Regions from separate parts of the Zea mays genome. Here all the other regions are linked to region 4. The links are chromatin contacts, called in public Hi-C maps. All regions are on one chromosome and are shown on one strand. Each heading gives the region's core, a stretch centred on a gene start, on an enhancer-like site or on the middle of the called end of the contact. The rest is flanking DNA. Distances are from core to core; before and after follow the strand shown. Region 1 holds the start of LOC103627203 (Trihelix transcription factor ASR3). Region 2 holds the start of LOC103627207. Region 3 holds the start of LOC100280648 (copine-3). Region 4 holds the start of LOC103627205.

What was found. Hi-C and Micro-C count contacts between places; a contact is called where the count stands out from the background.
Region 1: a contact with region 4 is called in a Hi-C map of leaf, with 7 times the contacts expected there. The contact joins the promoter of LOC103627203 here to the promoter of LOC103627205 in region 4. A contact is called at or near these places in 2 of 25 Hi-C or Micro-C datasets (leaf and tassel).
Region 2: a contact with region 4 is called in a Hi-C map of ear, with 3 times the contacts expected there. The contact joins the promoter of LOC103627207 here to the promoter of LOC103627205 in region 4. A contact is called at or near these places in 7 of 25 Hi-C or Micro-C datasets (bundle sheath, ear, endosperm and 2 more).
Region 3: a contact with region 4 is called in a Hi-C map of ear, with 3 times the contacts expected there. The contact joins the promoter of LOC100280648 here to the promoter of LOC103627205 in region 4. A contact is called at or near these places in 7 of 25 Hi-C or Micro-C datasets (bundle sheath, ear, leaf and 2 more).

Annotation. Positions count from the first base shown.
Region 1 is chr5:169,111,196-169,114,509 of Zm-B73-REFERENCE-NAM-5.0, forward strand. LOC103627203 (Trihelix transcription factor ASR3) reads right to left here and starts at 1,969. Exons shown (of 3, transcript XM_008647501.3): 1 at 573-1,969. The coding sequence starts at 1,332.
Region 2 is chr5:169,478,148-169,481,481 of Zm-B73-REFERENCE-NAM-5.0, forward strand. LOC103627207 reads right to left here and starts at 2,046. Exons shown (of 9, transcript XM_008647505.4): 1 at 1,476-2,046; 2 at 1,038-1,091. The coding sequence starts at 1,982.
Region 3 is chr5:169,556,901-169,560,325 of Zm-B73-REFERENCE-NAM-5.0, forward strand. It overlaps LOC100280648 (copine-3), which reads left to right and starts at 1,452. Exons shown (of 16, transcript NR_176456.1): 1 at 1,452-1,741; 2 at 2,967-3,014.
Region 4 is chr5:169,315,208-169,318,529 of Zm-B73-REFERENCE-NAM-5.0, forward strand. LOC103627205 reads right to left here and starts at 1,594. Exons shown (of 9, transcript XM_008647503.3): 1 at 1,015-1,594; 2 at 375-404. The coding sequence starts at 1,584.

The DNA.
Region 1 (3,314 bases), core at 719-3,218, 200 kb before region 4:
ATCAGAGAAAGTCGCTCGAGCTCCAATCTCAAATTTAAATCCAAGCACACCAAAATGATAATCAGACTGAAACGTCCAGGAGCAGAGCAACCGCTAAATTATTCCATTAAAAAAAGTTTGTTGCAGAAAAGAAAAAAGAGCACCAAGAACTCGATTTTTTCCGCCCCGTTAAGCACCAAAATAAAGAAAAAGAAGACAGGATACATCTCATAACAAGGTACTAGGTAGGATGTCCAATCAAGAGCATCAGTTTTGAATGAAGTTCATGTGCTTACAAGTTAGGAGAAATGTTAGGAGCTGTAAACATGAATACCTCAACTTCAGCATGGACAAGAGAACCAGAAAGCCTCCCACCTTCTGCCTCAAGTATAAACAGCGGCAAGATTCGTGATTTTTATAAAGTTATTTCAGGATAGATGATCATTATGTAGGATGACGAATAACGCTGCCACCTAGGTGAAGCTTCACCCAGCGCTAATTAAGACCGTTAAGTCATTTCACCTAGGGCGATGAATAGTATAAAGCACCGGGAGGCAGCAAACAGGGGAAGCGGAAGTCAACGAGCAGCTCACCAGATACAGGCACGGCGACAACCGATGGTGCAGGGGGAGGAGGAGCCACCGCCGGTGCGTCCTCTACCTCCTCCTCCTCCTCATCCTCCGAGAACAAGGCCTCCTCCGTGGCCGGGCGGCCACTGTCAAAGACGGCCTCGGGGACCTCCGCCTCCCTGTCCTCCTCCTCGACGTGCACCGCCACCGCCACAGCCACAGCCTCTTCCGCCGCAGCGGCATTCCGGGCGGCGCGGTCGTCGAGGACTGGGCGGGCCCGGCCCTCGAGTATGTCGTACACCTCGCGGTCGAAGAAGCCCGGGAGGCGGCGCTCCCGGCGCGCGTCGTTGCGCATGGCCCAGAAGGACGGGTCGCGCTCGGCCGGCGCGGCCCGCTCCCACTCCTTGATCTTCTTGTAGTCGCCGGCGAGGTTGCTCCAGCGCTTGCGGCACTGCACGGGGCCCCGCTCGACGCCGTGGCGCCGGCAGTACTCCGCCACCGCGGCCCACTTGGGCTCTAGCGCCGCCGCCGCCGCCGCCGTTGCCGAGGCCTCCCCCGACGCTGCGGCGGCGGCCGCCGCCGCCGCTGCCGCCAGGCGGCCCCTCCCAGCGCGCCCGCCGCGGCCCTCCACCATGCGCTTGCCCTCGATGAGCACCAGTATCTCCTGCCGGGTCCACCGCGGCAGCCTCGGCGCGCGCCCTGACGGGGCGGGCGCCGCCGCCGCCGCCGCAGCAGCAGCTGCTGCCGCTGCTGCTGCGCCGGCGGGGTCGCCGGCGGTGGACATGGGTGCGGGGGGCTGGGCGGAGGCGCGTACTTTTTGTGGCAGAAGTTGACGTGACGGCGTGAGGCGGGTGGTGTAACGGAGGGCTAACGACGGGTAGGAGAGAGAAAGGGAAGAGAGAGGAGTGGCGGGACGCGTGGGGGAGGGGGACTGGGGAGGAGACGGAGAGGGGGTAGAGAAAGGAAGGGTTGCGTGCGTTGCCTTACGTTTAAGCAAGGGGATTAGGAGCAATGGCGTTTAATTAGGCGACTCACTCATGAGTGACTTGTGATAGGAGTACTCGATTTCCATGTGCTCCGTTCTAAATTTCAGTCTAGGTTGTGTAGCCTCTGTTGGTTGCTCATACGCAACTAGTATCTTCTAGTGATATAAACATAAAACATACTCAGCTAATTTCGTATGAGCTGCCTTGCCTCATCAACGTGAACGAAAGGACAAAAAGGAAGAGAGAAAGAAAAAAAAGCAGGCTAGAACAGAGGGGGTTAGTTGGAGCAGCAGCAGGGGATAGGGAATCGGTGCCCAATACCAAGTGCCGATGCATGATGCGTCCTCCCACCGTGATGTTACAGGCAAAAAAAAAGGGTGCCTGCCTCAATCCAATTCCAAGGGGGTTTCTGGGTGTGGTGTGGGTGCGAGTGGTGGACTGGTGCCTTACGCGGGTGGGTTTAATTTATTGTGCGATTAGGACCTGTGATTAGAGCACGACAATAGGAGCCCAGCCTCTCTGCCTCACGTCCCAACGGTCTCCATCTCTGTGGAGTGTGATGCGATCCTTTGTCTTCTTTTTTTTTCTTTCTTCCAAGCGATTTTGGGCCTTCTCACAGTAAAAAAAAAAGTAGGCACCTGAAAAGAATTGACGGGACTATTTGTGTCTCTGCTTCGGGACGATGATTACCGGCGACGCGTGTCCATCCATGACTGGCAGCGAGCCTATGGGGAGATGCTTCGTTATGTTAACGCCCCGTAGTGAAACAGCGTTCAGTCAAGCATTGTGCTGCTCTCCTCTCCTCTAGTTTGGTGCTCGCTCAAACGGATGACCATGTAAAGATGTTGCCAAAGGGATATATGATTCTAGATCTTTTTTTAATTCAATTCTACTTTGGGAAATTTTATAAAAAAAACAGACAAGCTATGCAGTTTTGTTCTAGGAACTTCCATCCTCCGTCCCCAGGCAAAGTTTAAGTGCCGTTATTGGTTTCGAAAGTGGAAAAGAGAGAAAGAGAATATGTTGCGTATACCCACAATGTTTTGTATACACACGCATGGACCATGGCACCCCTGTTGCCTTTGCGCATTTGAACTACTGTTAGAAAATTAAGCATTATCAGATCTATTTTAATCTACAAAATCAGTGTGATATACATATGTATGTGCATGTGTGTATCACTACTCAGATAATCAGTAAACAACAATAAAACATGCACAAATACAAAGAACAGAGTGTACCCAGCATAGGGACCGATGTCCAAGGCATCAGTGGCTCCATTCACACGAGACATCTCGTATGTTCGATTTAGTCGTACGCAGTCGATGCCGACAGATGTACGTTGAGCACCTGCACACCCGTACAAGTGTAGCTCTGTGGACGGCGATTTAGGAGGCCTGCTCTCCCGCTCTCTTTGTGTTCGCGGAAGGTGGGACGGGAATGGGCTGAGTGCAATGCGCGTCTGAGACTGTTCGTATGTAAACAGAAGAACCAACATCTCCTCTATCTCTGTATTTGTACACGCGCAGAGGTAGGGACAATCGTTAGAAGGAATATTCGGACCAAGGTCTGGTCTACCATGAGCCACGGCCCGACCGGTGGCGCGCGCATGTCAGTGCTTCATACTTTTATCAACTTCTCAATAGATGCACCAATGACCGACCTATTTAAGTTGATTTTTGAAGATTCAGGAGGGAGATCCCCTACTGAGATTTTATTAAAAGCGAGAAAAGAAAATGTTACAACTAAGCCTAGTTACAAATCATAAACCAAGAGAACT
Region 2 (3,334 bases), core at 796-3,295, 160 kb after region 4:
AATTAGTTAATAGTTAGATAGCTATTTGTTAAACTATAGGTGTTTGAATGCACTATAACTAACAGTTAGTTGGCTAAAAATTATTAGTGAAATTAGCAAGCTAACAAATAGCTATCTAACTATTAATCAATTTACCAAAAATAACTAATAGTTGAACTATTAGATAGGGTGTTTGGATGTCTCAACTAATTATAGACACTAACTATTGACTCTAATGCATTCACACACCCCTAACAATTTTTAGCAAACTAATTATTAGTTCTAGTGTATTCAAACACCCCTTAGTCTTGGATGCCATACTACACCATTTTTAACAAAATTTGTTGTCATACTTACAGCCCATGTTTGAATGCATTAGAGCTAATAGTTAGCTACTAAATTTAGTTGAATATATCCAAACATTCTAACTAAGAGTTTAACTATTAGCTATTTTTAGTAAATTAGCTAATAGTTAGCTAAATAATTGTTAGCTAGCTAATTTCACTAGTAATTTTTTAGCCAACTAACTATTAGCTCTAGTGTATTCAAACACCCGTTGGTTTCTATGGACTAATTTTTAGTCTCTACATTTTATTCCATTTTAGTCACTAAATTATCAAATCCGAAAACTAAAATAGGGTTTTAATTTCTGCATTTAACAATTTAGGTAAAAAAATAGAATAAGAAAAGAGGGACTAAAAATTAATCCCTAGAAACCAGGCACCCCTTAGTCATCTCAAGATCTCATATGAGCTGTTATGAATCGAAAACATAGAGAAGACATAGATTTAACGTGGAAAACCCTCCAAAGCAAAGGGGAAAAAACACGGGTGTTGGACAGCAACAATCTCACTATTTACTGGATGGATGGTTAAAGATCGCAGGAAATTTACAATAAGATGACTATTTCCTATGAATTACAATTATATTTATAGAAACGAAACACTAAGGTGAGTATTGACTTCTTTAGAATTTGGATCACAAATTCAACACGAGCAAACAAAAGCACAAAGATTCCGATACGATGTCAAAAAAGCAAACGAATATTCAGGACATACCATGTTTGACATGCCACCTTTGAATGTGATCCAGAGACATTTCCTCTGCTGCGCCTACACAGAATTAACATAAAAGTCAAATATTCAAACAAGGGAGTAGCAATCACCAGCATACAAAAATAAGGAATCGCTCATCAGAACATGATCCCAATATTTATACGAATTCAACAGTAAATTGTAAAACATGCCATCACAGTTAAGATAAAATGCAAGCACCTAAACTGCTGCAAGATCGTTGCTAGTCCTAGAAAAAAAAGAAAAACAAATTTCCCCACGGATTCTGCATCTGCAATAGGATGCCGCACAATTTCTTGCCTCCGGTAGTCCGGTATCCTAAATCGTCCCCAGTACCCGCAAGAACGATAGGATTCCAGCTGCCAAATCACAAGAAAGCAGTTTTGCCTCACGAATGCGCTCCAAAGATCCAAGAAACCTTACCTGCTGCCGCTGTTGCATTTCTATCTCCTCCGCCAGGGCCCATTGCTGCTCCATCGACAAGTTGTCGAACGCCGTCTTCGAATCGATATGCCTCGTCACCTTCGGCACCTCCATCATCGCCTCCACCAACGGGCTCTTCCAAGACACTCCAAACCTCCTGTCACCGTCCGCGAGCGTGTTGGCGGACCTCAACTCTTCGGCTTCCTCGTCGGAGACGATGTCGGATGATACCAGGGAGTTGGTTTCCTCGGAGCGGGTCGGGGAAGGCAGTGGGGATGGAGCCAAGACCCCCTTCCCCTTCAGTGCGGCGGCGGCCGCAGAGGGGCTCCCGCTCTCGGCTCCCAATGGCCCATGGGGCCGTTCTTGGAGACCGTCGGTGGACGGAGAGGGTGGCGGCGGCTCTGCAGCTGCGGCGGCGGCGCCGGCGTTGGACTCATCGCGGTGCCTACTACCCGGTTCTTGGATTCGGATGCCGCCGCCTCGGGCCCTTCCTGAACCGGAGGCCATCCTGGCGGGAAAAGCTTATTAATGGGCAGCAGGGCAGGCGACCGGCAGGGATTGATTCGTAAATTCTGAGAGAACACGAGGGAGTGAGGAGAAAAGCGACGAGGGTGACGTTGTTAGATCCGGGACGATGGGAGGTTATTTATCAAATGTTGGAGGGGGGGGGACTTATGGAATGTTCCCTTTTTCCTTCGCTTTACAAAGAAGTTTTGATGCGATGATTTTGCTGAATAATCATAACCTTTAGGGCTAGTTTAGAAAACTCATTTTCCAAGAAATTTTCATTTTTCTAAGAGAAAATAGTTTATTTTTTCTTAGAACTAGCTCGGAAACTTCAACATTTTCGAGATTGGAGGAGATTGAGGGAAAATTAGTTTATTTCTCTTCAAATCTCCTTCAATCTCGAAGTGAATTTGAGTTTCCAACTAGCCCTTGGAAAAATAGAGTTTCCAAACTAACCCTTATTTTCAAAATTCAAAACAAAAAACTTTATCGTGACCTTGAACATGTAAGTGTAGCTTAGAAGACAATTTGCAAAGCCGCTACATTAGAACACCAACATAGCTGCTACAAGTATTAATTAGTATGAATAAAATCTAAGCTATGCCATTCGTCTCACTTTTTATGTCTAATGTTGAATATGAGTATGTATGCTTAACTTATGGAGAAAGGGCGCAACCTAGCTAATGTAGAATTTAATTTTTGTTTTTAGGGCAGGCAGTGGTTTTGGTTGGTGTTGACGCCTTTTCGGAGCGCCAAATACTCAAGAAGAACCGGCGGCGGTGCTCTCTGGTCAGGCGCGGACGGTCCGCGGTACGGAGCCGGACGGTCCGCGACCTGACGCGAGGCGACGGTGCTCTCTGGTCAGGCGCGGACGGTCCACGGCCTGGGCCGGACGGTCCGCGACCTGGTGCAGGAGCTTGGGTCCTCTGCCTGACGACCGGACGGTCCGCGCCCTGAGGCCGGATGGTCCGCGCGTGCGCAGGGGCGGCGGAAGTCGCCGGCGGCAGCCTGGATCTCGCTCCCGGGAGGGACCCCGTCGGGGAGGAGAGATCCTAGGGGTTGTCTAGGCTCGGGCCGGCCGACCTAGACTCCTCCAATCGGCGTAGAGTCGAAGAGAGGCAAAGAATTTGGGGATTGAGAGGCTAAACCTAAACTAGACTAGAACTACTCCTAGGATAAAATGCGAATAAAAGTTGTATTGATTCGATTGTTAATTACAAATCGGCCGTAGACCTCTCTATTTATAGAGGAGGGGGGCTGGACCCTTTACACAACTGATTCCGAGCTAATCCCGTGAATATAGCTAACAACCGTAGCACAAAACTCGGAACCCTAATCTGTTCTGCGCACGC
Region 3 (3,425 bases), core at 202-2,701, 240 kb after region 4:
TTGTGGACCAACTCTTAAAGTTGATCGCCACCTTTATAGGTTTGTCTCGTTTTAGCAGATATAGAATCATCTGTTGTATAAATGTGTTTACTAGCCTCCTGGAACTAGTAATTGTATCACATTTGAGTCCGAGAGGATTGAGGTGTTTCAATCTCGGCGAGGTGACACACAGTGAGATCATGGGCGACACAACGATGAGAGATGAGATCAGGTGCCACGACAGATCAAATTCTTTTTATTTGTTGGCTTAGGTTGATTCTAGGCAACAATCCTCATAAATACATGGAACATTTGGGCCTCCTTTCGGGTTGAGGCCCTGGTCGTCGGCTCATTGCCTAGGTCTAGAGTCAGGCCTACATAGGGTCTTCCTCGAACTAGTTTAAATCATCTCTCTAAACTTTTCAAAGCAAAACCATATGAATAGTGACACCGAAAGCCACCTCCGACCTACAAAATCTATTTATCGTGGGTACAGAACCACAATAACTATTGATATCAAATACTTCATTTGTCCTAAAATAAAATTAGTTTTAGTTTTTCAGTGAATACGTACAATATTTGGTGTGGGTGTTCTCTATGTGCATATATATATATTTATCATTATCTAGTTAAATATAAACATAAAAATCAATAGCTAAAATAGATATTAATTTGGTACGGAGGGAGTGAGTAAATATAATAAGAGATGAACGTTTGTACTGGAATGAAAAGCAGTAAATGACATGATCGTGCAAGTTTAGGTAGTGAACTAATTACTCTTACGTCGAACAAAAGACAAAGGCAACAAGCCAGAGTCAAACCTCACTCGAGCCGTACAGGGACAAAGCCGTAAATTCCGCTACGTTTCTCTGTGCCGGTCCCACTCTCTTTGGCTTTCTGCGCGCACTGTGCTGCTGAGTTGGGTTTAGGGATGGCAACGGGTACATACCCGTCGGGTAGTACCATTCCATACCCGTACCCATCAAAAAAATTCTACCTGTCGGGTTACCCATATATACTCGCGGGTATAAAATCTTACCCATACCCGTACCCGCGCGGGTATTTTTACCCGTCGGGTAACCCGTACCCGCTAGGAAAGAATTAAATTCCAATATACCAATCACTCAAAATATTAAATAAACATATAAAAACAACTTCAATTTCACATATAACAAATCATATGATTACATAACTTGGTATCTAGGCAAATGATAACTAGAGAAGGGTTTTATTCTAGCTAAGTTGGACTCTATTAGATGTTTATAGTGCTATTGATGCGGGTATATTTTACCCACGGGTAGACGAGTATGGATAGTACCAACCCATACCCGTACCCATCTACCCAACGGGTAGAAGTTTTTACCCATTAACATACCCGCGGGTAGAGAAATCATCCCGTACCCGCCTTCATATCGGGTAAAACCCGTCGGGTATTCGGGTTTCGGGTACCCATTGCCATCTCTAGTTGGGTTGGGTCTCCGTGTCGTCTCTGCGACTCCACTTGCTCTTTTCGCTGGCCCTGGCTACTTGCGGCAACTCCCATCTCCACGCGCTCTCCCATCCGAGATCTCAACCGCCTCGCCGGCGAGCGACTGACGGGCGGACGGTCCCGCCGGCTATGGGGAACTGCTGCTCCGATGAGGTGAGCCACGCCGGCGCTCATCCCGTCGGCTCCGCCACCGCCAAAGCCGCCTCCGCAGCCTCCGCCGCGGCCGATCGCTTTCTCCGCTCCCGTGGTGCCGGCGCGTCCACGCAGATCGAGGTAGGGAGCCCCCAGCACCCTCTGGGTACACGGCGCGGGCGCCAGCTTGCAGCGGCTCGGGCACCGGCATTGTGCCGGGCGCTGGCGACGGCTCAGTCCCGCTCCCGCCGCGTGTTGTCCTTTTGCTTGTTTGCGGATCGATGCTGTGGTTTTTTTGGCGTTCGCAGAGGACATACCGGGGTGGCGGTGACTAGTTGGTTTGTGATTGGAGCCATGTGAATTTTCAGTATCTCACTCATATTAGAGCCTCCGCACTGGTCTTTCCCTTTTTCGGTTTATACTACATTACTACTAGCTATCTGGTCCCCCGTCACGCTTCCAGGCTGCGGATTACCCTTTCTGCGAGGATTCAATGTTTTACCATTTGGTTCACGCGATGTAAAAGTGGTAGCGCGGGAAAGCGACTCGTTGGCTTAGGCTAGGATAGGATACTGTCATGTACTCATGTTACTGCTACGTTACTCGTTGGCTTAGGCTGGGATAGGATACTGTCATGTACTCATGTTACTATTATATTGTATCCCTGTCAAAAGTTGTCACGACATACTATACTTGCACTTTCGAAATAGAGAACGTAGCAAATCCTTCTAGTGCTAGGTAGTTAAGTCCATTTATTGTGGGGCAAAATTAAATGCTAGAAATGTACTTATTATGTATGGGAGGGAGGACATATAAGCTGTGATGATTGGGCACTGGGCTGATTTGATTATGCTGGCCACTGGTTTGGTGCTTTTTCATCAATTCTGCTGATTGTGATCAGTGGCTTTTGTGTTGCCATGGAGCTGTGATTCAAGATGGTCATGATGGTTGAGTCATATGTTCTATGATATATCTATTGATTTGTTTACAACCTGTTTTGTGTATCTACTCTTTGGGTCCTCACTGATTTTGTGAGTAGCATTTTTTAAGCTGTAATTAACTAGTATGACCGTAGCAAGTTCTTCATTAATGCTATGTTCTGGGGCACAGTTACTTGGAATTGTTTGATATGGGTACCTGGGGACTTTATATTGCTGTTTTAGTGTCATGTGATACTGATTCCTAAGGGTTTGGCTCCAATTTTGCTCCATGTGAGGACTGTGGTCATATAAGTGATTTTATATCATGTGTTACTTTGATTCTACTGTGTTATCTGTAACTTGTAGTAGTAGAATTTTAGTCACTGAATTGATAGGGCTTGTTTAGTTGTGTAGTATTTTGATTCTGCTTGTATAACATGTTGCAGTTATCTCTCTCTGCATCAAATTTGGGTGATCAAGAATATTTTCCCAAGGTATGCTCCTTGTTGCTCCTCTTGCATTTGTGGCTTATTGTGTTAAATTATGCTTCTGTATTTTCACTGGAATCTATATATATACTAGTATGTCATGTCACTATTGAATGAATTTGTTAGTGCATGTTGAATAAATTCTTTAAAAGACTAAAGTGTTTAATGGAGCAGTTATAACTAATATTCTAAGAATGCAACATATAAAAAGGAAGTGCCAGGCTAATTATGGACTTTCTTATCTCATAGTGTACAGTGCTAATCCGCTACTGAGTTTTATCTCACAGCGTACATTGCTAATCCGCTACTGTAGCATATCCCCATTTGAATAGGCTAAACATTTTGAGATTCTGATAAAAAACATGTACACTATCCAAATGGGGAGATAGTAAGACAAATTCTTGAAGTCTTATCACA
Region 4 (3,322 bases), core at 344-2,843:
ATACTGACCGTTAATAATATCAGTGTAAGCAATAACACTTCGCACTTTTCAAAATTATAAAAACATCACAAAAATGTTGTTTTTTGCACTTGAAATTCCATTTCTGATCACAATAGTAATAAAAAATCATATAATCTTGGCAGAACAGAAACTATAAACATCTGCCATTGCTTTCATCTCTATGCTACACCCATTTTGAACATGATCTCCTGCCAGAATATATTTTATCGTCCCAATATTTCATATAAGCATGGATAGAACAAAGACTGAACAATCCTGATCCAACATCTGAAACACAAAAAATTGGCACAAGAGTGCTCACACCAGTTACCAATCACAACCAAAGATGAAGAAATATTCAGGTCATATTGTACCTTTCTCCAGAGCGGTTTCTTGTCTTTCACCTGTTCCAAAACTAACATCAAATATTCAAATAAAGGAGCAGTGATAACAAAATTGGCACTTATCGAGCCTTGTCAGCTACTCAAAATATGATTATGCTTTAGTCCAGAAATCAGCCAGGCAAAGGCTAAAACCAGCAATGCATGTATTCAGCCTATGATCTAAAGAAACTACATTGGTTTATGCTATCTCAAATAAACATAGGGATGGGCCCTTACATATTTGACGGTGAAATGAAAGCATGACAACAAACTGAACAGAAATACCGATTACAACAGCGCAAGAACATGCACCTAAAAAAGTCTCTGCAAGATCGTTGCCACTCTAAGCAACAAAGAAAGAGAAACTGGCCCCAACGTCTGCCTAAGGATTCCACCCCTGCTCCAGGATGCCATACAATTTCTTAGCCCCGGACTCCAGTATCCTAAAATCCTCCCCACAAGATCCCCATGAACGGCAGGATTCGATCTCCCAAATGCAAAATCACAAGAAAACAGGAATCGCTCAAGAACGTAGTCAAAATATCTAGGAAATAACACCTGCGCATTCCGTTCCCTCGGTATTACCTCAGCCTGATATAGACTCAAAATCTCTCTTAGATGCTGATATTACCTCAGCCTCGGCTTTCTGGTCCGTTTCCCCGTTCCGCCGGCACTCCACCATCAGTTCATCGAACACGTCCTTCAAATCGAAGCGACTCTCTCTGTCACCATCTCTCATCGCCATGCTGCTCCCCCACACCTCGTGGAATATGCTGCGGGGCGGAGAGGGCGGGCTGGGGGGCTTGCCGCCCGAGGAGCTCGGAACTCTGGTTCTCGAGGCGGAGGGAGGGCGTGGAGGAAGAGGGGGCTTGCCGCCTGCGGAGCTCGGACCTCTGGTTCTCGAGATGGAGGGAGGGCGTGGAGGAAGAGGGGGCTTGCCACCTTCGGAGCCCCGTCGGAAAAGAGACATGGTCTCGTCGCCCTTCCGTTCGGCCGCCGCGGCTGTGGCGGCGGAGGGGTCCCGGTCTCCGGCTTCCGGTGGCCCATGGACCTCTTCTTCAGTGATCTCGGACTGCGGAGCAAGGGAAGGCGGCTCTGCAGAGACGGCGGCGGCGGCGTTGGACTCCTGCTGCTCGCGCAGCAAATGGGCCGAGTCTTCGGTTTCGGTGTCTTCTTGGTTCTTTCCTGAACAAGAGGCCATCGTGGCGGGAAGAAAATCCTGACGGGAAAGGGGTGCGGAGGGTCTGTTTCAACAAATCTGGAAGAACGAGGGGGCGGAAGTGAAATACGTGGAGGGCGTCGTTTTTAACTGTGGAGATGATGGGGGGCTATTTATAAAAGCCGTAACGGTCACTCGGTCAGTATCATGAAGATACGAGAATGGGGCAGCACAAGGGATTAGTCATTGGATGATTGTTGCTGTTAATCACAGGACAAAGTAGATTAAAGTTTTAGTGCATATATACTCTTGTGAACTTGCATATGTCAAAGCGAATACGTATCTTGGATACGCTGCAAACCTAGTGTCCTAGTGTATCCATGCATCATAGCTTGCATAGACTGGATATTTATGTAGATGCAGTGCTAAAGAGTATTTGGTTTATAGGAACTAATGTTTAGTCCCTATATTTTATTTTATTTTAGTATCTTCACAAATACGTTCCATATTTAACAATTTATGGACTAAAATATAATAAAATGAAGAGACTAAAGATTAGTCCATAGAAACCAAACACCGTCTTTGTTCCATGCTAGACTTTCAATTATTTGTTGAGGGAGTGAAGGACCCACTTGAAATGGCTATTCTTGATGGTCGTCAACTTGCACTGAAAGTAGTTCCATATCATTTTCCCGATCCCATCAAAACATCGATTCAAATTTGAACTATTTGAATAGTGCTTGTCGGTACTCTGAATATGAGGTGCACACTCCTGCTATGTTTAAGTGAAATCCCGATGGCCACCATTGAGGATTTCACGGGCAACTCGCCCAACGTGGGGTTGAGGCCCATAGTCGGTACCCTAAATATGGGATACCCACCCCTGCTATGTCAAAGTGAAACCCTGGTGGCCACCATTGAGGATTTCACGAGCAACTAGCCCAACACGGGGTTAAGGCCCACCATATGGAGTCGTGGCCAAGCCAGACCCGTCTCCTGGGCTGGATCACAATCTCCATTAAGCCCCATAAAGGGAGGAATCAATAACTTCAGCTATAGATCACGGATCCTGCAAATAGAACCCGGACCTCTTTGTGGACCCATCAGATCCATGGAGAAAGGAGTCCGAAGGGAGCACAAAGCCCCGGAGAAGAAGACACTCTCTGGCTTCAGCACCGAGCCTTCGGAGTGGCTTCGAGGCTAGAAAATACCATCCAAACCTCATGCCAGGTGAGGTCCGATGTCGCCACGTATACGGACAAGTGCGTCCAGCGCCTGGACCCCATCGGGAGAGGTCTGAGCCCACGATCAGAGAAGGCCTAGGAGTGCCATGTCATTGCTTATTTCCGGGCCTGCCTCTTGTCCAGGCAGAGGTATGGTGCCGATGCATGGCCAAACGCACCCGAACGATGCCTGACGAAAGCCTTTGACATAGGTCCCGCCAGTATTAAGTGCGGATGGGATGCATACTTGCCCGCGCTGGTGACGGGTAGCGTATCCCTAGCATTAAATGCACTTGGCGCGCCAAACCCGTTACGTGCGGATTTTACAGTTACCCGCATGTTACCGAGGTAAGGGCATTGACCTAATGTGTCTGTTGGGGGTATGCTTCGTAGCCGAAGATTCTAAAGAAAGAAACACCTTCGGCAGATCCTCTCAAAAGCAGTGACGAAGCTATCACCTATAAAGCTTCGGCACAGTGACATGTCTCAAGACGAAGGGGTGAACCGACTTAAAGATGAAATGACCTAAAGACCCATGATATTCTGTCATTATTGTA